Linked DNA regions of Mus musculus: region 2 is linked to region 1. A link is a contact called in public promoter capture Hi-C data. All regions are on one chromosome and are shown on one strand. The core of a region is the stretch at or near the end of the contact, and the rest is flanking DNA. Distances in the headings are between cores, read along the strand shown.

The links. Promoter capture Hi-C pulls out the DNA fragments that hold promoters and counts their contacts.
Region 2: a promoter capture Hi-C map of the SN4741 cell line shows a contact between it and region 1, with 4 times the contacts expected there. The contact joins the enhancer-like site here to the promoter of Rflnb in region 1. A contact is called at or near these places in 6 of 39 promoter capture datasets (the SN4741 cell line, cranial neural crest, embryonic stem cells and 2 more), 3 of 484 Hi-C or Micro-C datasets (the HL-1 cell line, macrophages and nephron progenitors), 4 of 115 datasets of contacts at active chromatin or transcription factors (bone marrow-derived macrophages, cardiomyocytes and embryonic stem cells) and 2 of 9 other capture datasets (adipose tissue and pancreatic islet).

The regions. Positions count from the first base shown.
Region 1 is chr11:76,026,526-76,029,302 of GRCm38.p6, forward strand. Rflnb (refilin B) reads right to left here and starts at 1,257. Exons shown (of 3, transcript NM_029658.1): 1 at 903-1,257. The coding sequence starts at 1,112.
Region 2 is chr11:76,134,516-76,137,215 of GRCm38.p6, forward strand. Vps53 (VPS53 GARP complex subunit) reads right to left here. Exons shown (of 22, transcript NM_026664.4): 6 at 1,684-1,799; 7 at 1-13. Among named protein-coding and RNA genes, the nearest start is that of Gm46252, 15 kb to the right of the region's middle. Within about 2 kb of position 1,311, at least 54 of the 459 cell types and tissues checked have an H3K27ac peak or open chromatin away from gene starts, as enhancers often do. A contact at or near this core is called in the HL-1 cell line, the SN4741 cell line and bone marrow-derived macrophages, where this site is marked.

The DNA of each region.
Region 1 (2,777 bases), core at 7-2,506:
AGATGAGAGAGACTGAAAGACCAAGCTGAAGCAAGTTTCACCTTGGAGTGGAAATAAAAGGTGCTGGTTTTTGCTGGGACAGGGTCAGTAGGTCAAGAAGGCCCCACACCAGCAAAGCTCCATTTTGGTCCTTAAGCATAACACTTGCCGCTGACCTCCCCATGGGAGGCACAGTCACAGCTCTCCTTCAGTCTTACTTTGAGCTTCTACTGTAGACAGGATGTGGCCTTTCTTGAGCTGTGCTCTGAATATCATCACCTGAACAGATCCCAAGACAAAACAGACTTGGGAGTTTTTCTTGCAAAGAGTTTAAAGGAAAAGAAGGAAAAGGATTAATACTTTCAAAGCCCTGGCCACCTGGAGGACGCTGATCTCATTAAGTGCAGAACACTGGCTGGGAAAAAAAGACCTACCAGACCCTGAAGACTCTTGTGTGTGACTAACCCCAAAGGCTGTGGTCCGCCTTGCGCCAGGAGCCCAGAGCACACCCCTCTCCCAGGTCCCGGCAGAGGGAGGCCGCTTTGGGAGCAAAGCCGCGGGGCGTGGGCCCCCCGGGTGGGGAGGGCCCGGGATCCCTGTCCGTGTCCCGGGAGCCCCACCCAGCCCGCCCCAGCAGGAATGTGGTCGAGCCGCAGCCTGGCAGCCTCGGGGGCCGCCACCTCGAAGGGAGGAGACCGCGGCTTGCCTCTCCCGGGGCTCCCGCGCCTCCCAGGCGATGACAATTTTCCAGCCACTGGCTCCAGCTGGCCAGGCTCTCTCGCTACGCTCCCGCCCCGGCTCCCGGCGATGGCCACGCCGTCTCGACGGGCGGGTGGCCGCACCGACTGCGAAAGCTGGAGACTCCCCGGGGAGGGCTGCGGGTGGGCCGGGACTGGGAGAAGTCCGCGCGGGAGGCAACTCACCGGGACTATAGGGGTCACCGCCGCATCGGGCTCCAGCGTCCCTGCGACCGGAGCGCGCTCCCCACCGCCGCCCGCCGTCGCTGCGAGCCCCCAGTGGCTGGGGCTAGGGCTTGGGGGCAGCCCCGAGTCCGGGCTGTCCAGGACGCCGTCGCCTTTTTTCTTCGTGTCCACGAGTTCAGGGACATCCTGCAGGCTCAGCCGGCCCACCATAGCTGCACGTGTGGCGGGACCGGGCACAGCCGCCGCGGTGTTGGAGTGCAAGAGAGGGCCGCACACGCGGGCCGGGGCCGCTGCCCTCCGGGCTGCCCTCCTTGCCCCGCCGCCGGCGCGTTGTCCGGGTGTCGCCAGCGGCCGCGCTCGTTCGAGGCCCCGCCCTCCGCCCCGCCCCGAGGGCTGGCCCAGCCGCGGTGACCGCCGAGAGGCCAAGCGCCAGGGGCCGCTGCGCTCCCGCCGCGCGCCGCCCAGCTCGTCCGAGCGCCGATCTTCCCGCGACGGGCCTCCCCTCCCACCTCCCCGGCATGCCGCGACTGGCAAAGCTGCGAGGCTTCGTCCGGCCCCGCACCCTGTCCCTATGGTCCACGGCGATCCTTGCTCCATGCACTGTCCCCCGGCCCCCGAGAGGTGCTAATATCTCTAGATCTGGCAGCCCAGAGCCAAGGAGTCCCAGTCTGCAGAGGCCGGGGGCGGGGGGGGGGGGGGGGGCGTGGGGAGAGAGGACGAGCAAACAACTGGAAATTATTAATACTTAATGCGCTTCGTATGGCTCCAGCGGCCTGTTGGCTCAGCAGGGCCTGCTCTGGCTCTCACGTCTGCCCCGGAGGAGAGAGGGCCTACTCCTCCGGACTCCCGGGGGCGTCGATCACTCCCTGGTCCCGGGCACAGCTGAACAGGCTGTGGCCAGTCCAGGCAGGGAAGTTCTGAGGGTGTCACAGGCTTGGATCTCCCAAAGAGACCAGCAAACAGAGCAGCTCTCTTAGGGAGTCAAGATTCCCCTTATGGAGGCCACAGTCTATTCACTCACAGGAACTTTCTCCCTCTGTCCTATCAGAGGGAATCTCTTCTACAAACAAAACAAAACCTAAACTCAACAGCAAACAGACTGTGGTCCTTCCTGATAGGTTTGACAGAGAAGCTCTTCTTCAGTGGGAAGTAATTGAGTTGGGGTGTGCCTAAAATCATTGTCTTTTCTTCTTTCCTTTCCTTTCCTTTCCTTTCCTTCCCCTTCCCCTTCCCCTTCCCCTTCCCCTTCCCCTTCCCCTTCCCCTTCCCCTTCCCCTTCCCCTTCCCCTTCCTTCCTTTCTTTCTTTCTTTCTTTCTTTCTTTCTTTCTTTCTTTCTTTCCTCTCATGGAGATGTCCCGGGGTCAACACCAAGTGCCACGTGCTCCACCAGAAGTCTTCCCTGGATCACCTTCGTGGTCCAATCCACATCTTTGCAAGAACAAAGAACATCTGTCCTGCTTGGGGCAGATTTGTTAAAATATATATATATATATATATATATATATATATATATATATATATATATGTTCAGAGTGACTAGATCTACCAGCAAAGTTCAGTCCTCCTTTCTCTCTACCCATCATTTTTGATACGGAGAGAGAAGGGCTTGCCTTTAATCATGTGATGGATAGAAGGCAGCTTGCTAGGAACAGAAAGCCAGGGTCATTCCTTCTACAGAGGATACATCCTGTAGGGGGCTGGACTGGGAGGTTGTTCATTCATTCAGGGGTGGTGGGAATAGGTTACAAAAATCTACAGTGTACAGTACTGGACAAGTGTCTAATGCAAGGACAATCTGAGGTGTCACACTTCCCTACCCCTGTTGACCTCAATATCTGTACACCTTGCAGAACTGGACCCCCACATCAGAGGAG
Region 2 (2,700 bases), core at 61-2,560, 110 kb after region 1:
CCTGGTCATGGCTCTGCAAGGACAGAAGTTGAGACGTAGTCACTGAAGAGACAAGATAGAAGACGTGGGACGACTTGCGAGACCCAGATATCTCTGAAGACACAAGATAGCAGGTGTGGGATGATCTACAAGAGCTAGATTTAGTATAAGTACTGGGGAAGGAAAGATTAGGATTTAGCTCCAACTCTCAAGGTGACATCATTTAATAATGGGAGTGTCAAGTAAACATTTAACTAATAGCAAGAGAGTAAAGTATGGTCTAAATAATATTGTAAACTATAGCCACAGGGCACAAAAATGTGTGTGTGTGTGTGCGTGTGTGTGTGTGTGTGTGTGTGTGTGTGTGCGCACGCGCACACGCTCAGTGGGTGGCAGAGGGGACTCTGGGAAGACTATGGGTTTGAGCTGGGCATTGCATGAAGAATGGGATTTTGAGATAATGTTGTATAAAATATTACTGATGATTGTGGTGCACGGAAAAACCAAGCCATTTTTCTGGATCACAGAAAAGGAAGATTGTGATTTCAAGTTAACTGTCACATTTAGTTTTAAGATAATGATAAACAATGGCAGCTGAGATGACAACTTGCCCTACTCCTAAGGGTAATGAAGCTTAAATAAACGATGCTGATAAAATCAAGTTATACATGGTAATGAAGTACAAACTAGTAGGTCTACACTGGCTTTCACATTAAATGTGTAATTCCCTTATAAAACATTTCAAGGAGAGGCTCAAGGTCAAACCATGGTACTCCATTGCCATCTTGACCTGCTAATACAAAGTGTCCCATGGGAAGGAGGAAGGGAGATGGTTCTTGCAGTCCCATTTGCTAGCTGCCCTGGATGATCACTCCTCCAATGGACTAGGGCTCCTCTGCCACCTTTTGTATGCCCAGCAGCAGTTAGGAATGATACAACCTCTCCTCCTTCCTTCTGGGCATCCTTCATTCTTGCCAGACCTGCATGTCTGTGAAGATGGCAGGCTTGCACACATGAGAAATTCCACTAGGACTAAAGCAGGGGGAATCGGCCTGAGACCCATTGCAGTAGGAAGCTGGGGTGCTGGGGCAGGAGGATTTGAAACACTGCTTCAAGGTAAATGGCCGGGGACTTCTTTTAATACTCTTTCTAAATGTGCTGCACAAAGAACTACAATCTTAAAAACATAGGTTTAAGAAAAAAGTGGGTTAAACTGTATGTCAAAGATTTGTTTAGAAATGGTCTCTTTGGTGAAATGAAACTCAGCCCAATAGAAGGAGGGATACTTGCCAAGGCAGAGGCCCTAGAGAGTGACTGGGGCTGAGTCACTCTGTCTGACTTTCTGGTCTAGATCTACCACATGAGATGACACATTTTTCAGGGTCATTCTCATGGGCTTTCTGTGGCTTCCTCAGGTTGCCTGTCCATTTTTTTTTACTAAGACAGACTGTCTGCTGCAGTGCAGTTCTGAGGATGGAAGCCAGGGCTGTGGGCATGTCAAGCAGGTATTCTGCCTGCCACTGGGCTACATCCCCATCTCTTTTGTTAAGTTGTGAACACCAAAAGTGACTGAACACTTGTGGTCAGTGTTCCAAACATGGAGAGGATGGTGAGGCTGGCTCGGCTGGGAAGTGAGTAACTCTGAAGCCACTGTCCTCATGTGGAGCATTTCCTGTGGGCCCGTTGAGAGGTCACACTGCTTACTCCAGGGAGTCCACCCCGCCTGCCAGCATGTGCAGGTGGTTCAGGGTCGTGATTGAGGTGGTCAGGTGGCGCTTGGCGTGATCTAACTGCTTAATATCTCGGGTGATCTCTTTCACCTACACATTGAAAAGAAAACAGGGAAAGGGTGAGAAAGCTTTAAACCCTTCTTCAAGTCACTCTACAAGAAAATCAGATATAAAATCACTTAAAACAACCTCAGGTTAGCCCCTAAGAAAAAATATAAATACTCTTATAATACAAAACTAAAATAACTTAGAATAATTAGCCCCTTTCATGTTTTGTTTGCTTATTTCTCTTTTTTTAAATATACATTTGGGCTGGGTGTGTTCATTCATGCCTTTAATTCATGAGGTAGATGCAGGCAGATCTCTGGAGTTCAAGGCCAGCCTGGTCTTCAATAGTGAGTTTCACCAGCCAGTGTTATGCAGAGATGCAATCTTTTGTTGTTGTTGTTGTTGTTGTTGTTGTTGTTGTTATTTGTTTGTTTTCAAGACAGGGTTTTGCTATGTAGCCTTGGCTGTCCTGGAACTAGCTCTGTAGACCAAGCTGGCCTCAAACAGAGCTCCACCTGCCTCTGCCCACCAAGTGCTTGTATTAAAGGCGTATACTACTACCACCACCACCTGGTGAGAGAGACTATCTTTAAAGAAAAAGAAAAAAGGAAAATAGAAAAGATTCATTTTTATTATTTTATGTATATGTGAGTAAACTGGTGCCAGAAGAGGGCACTGGATGCCCTGGTGCTAGAGTTAAGTTGGTTGTAAGCAGCCTAATGTGAGTGCTGTTCAAACTAGGTCCCTTACAAGAGCAGCAAGTACTCTTACTGTTGAGTCATCTCCCCAGTTTCTTTTTCTTTTTTTTTTTTTAGATTTATCTATTTATTATATGTAAGAACACTGTAGGTGTCTTCAGACACCCCAGAAGAGGACATCAGATCTCATTATGGATGGTTGTGAGCCACCATGTGGTTGCTGGGATTTGAACTCAGGACCTTCG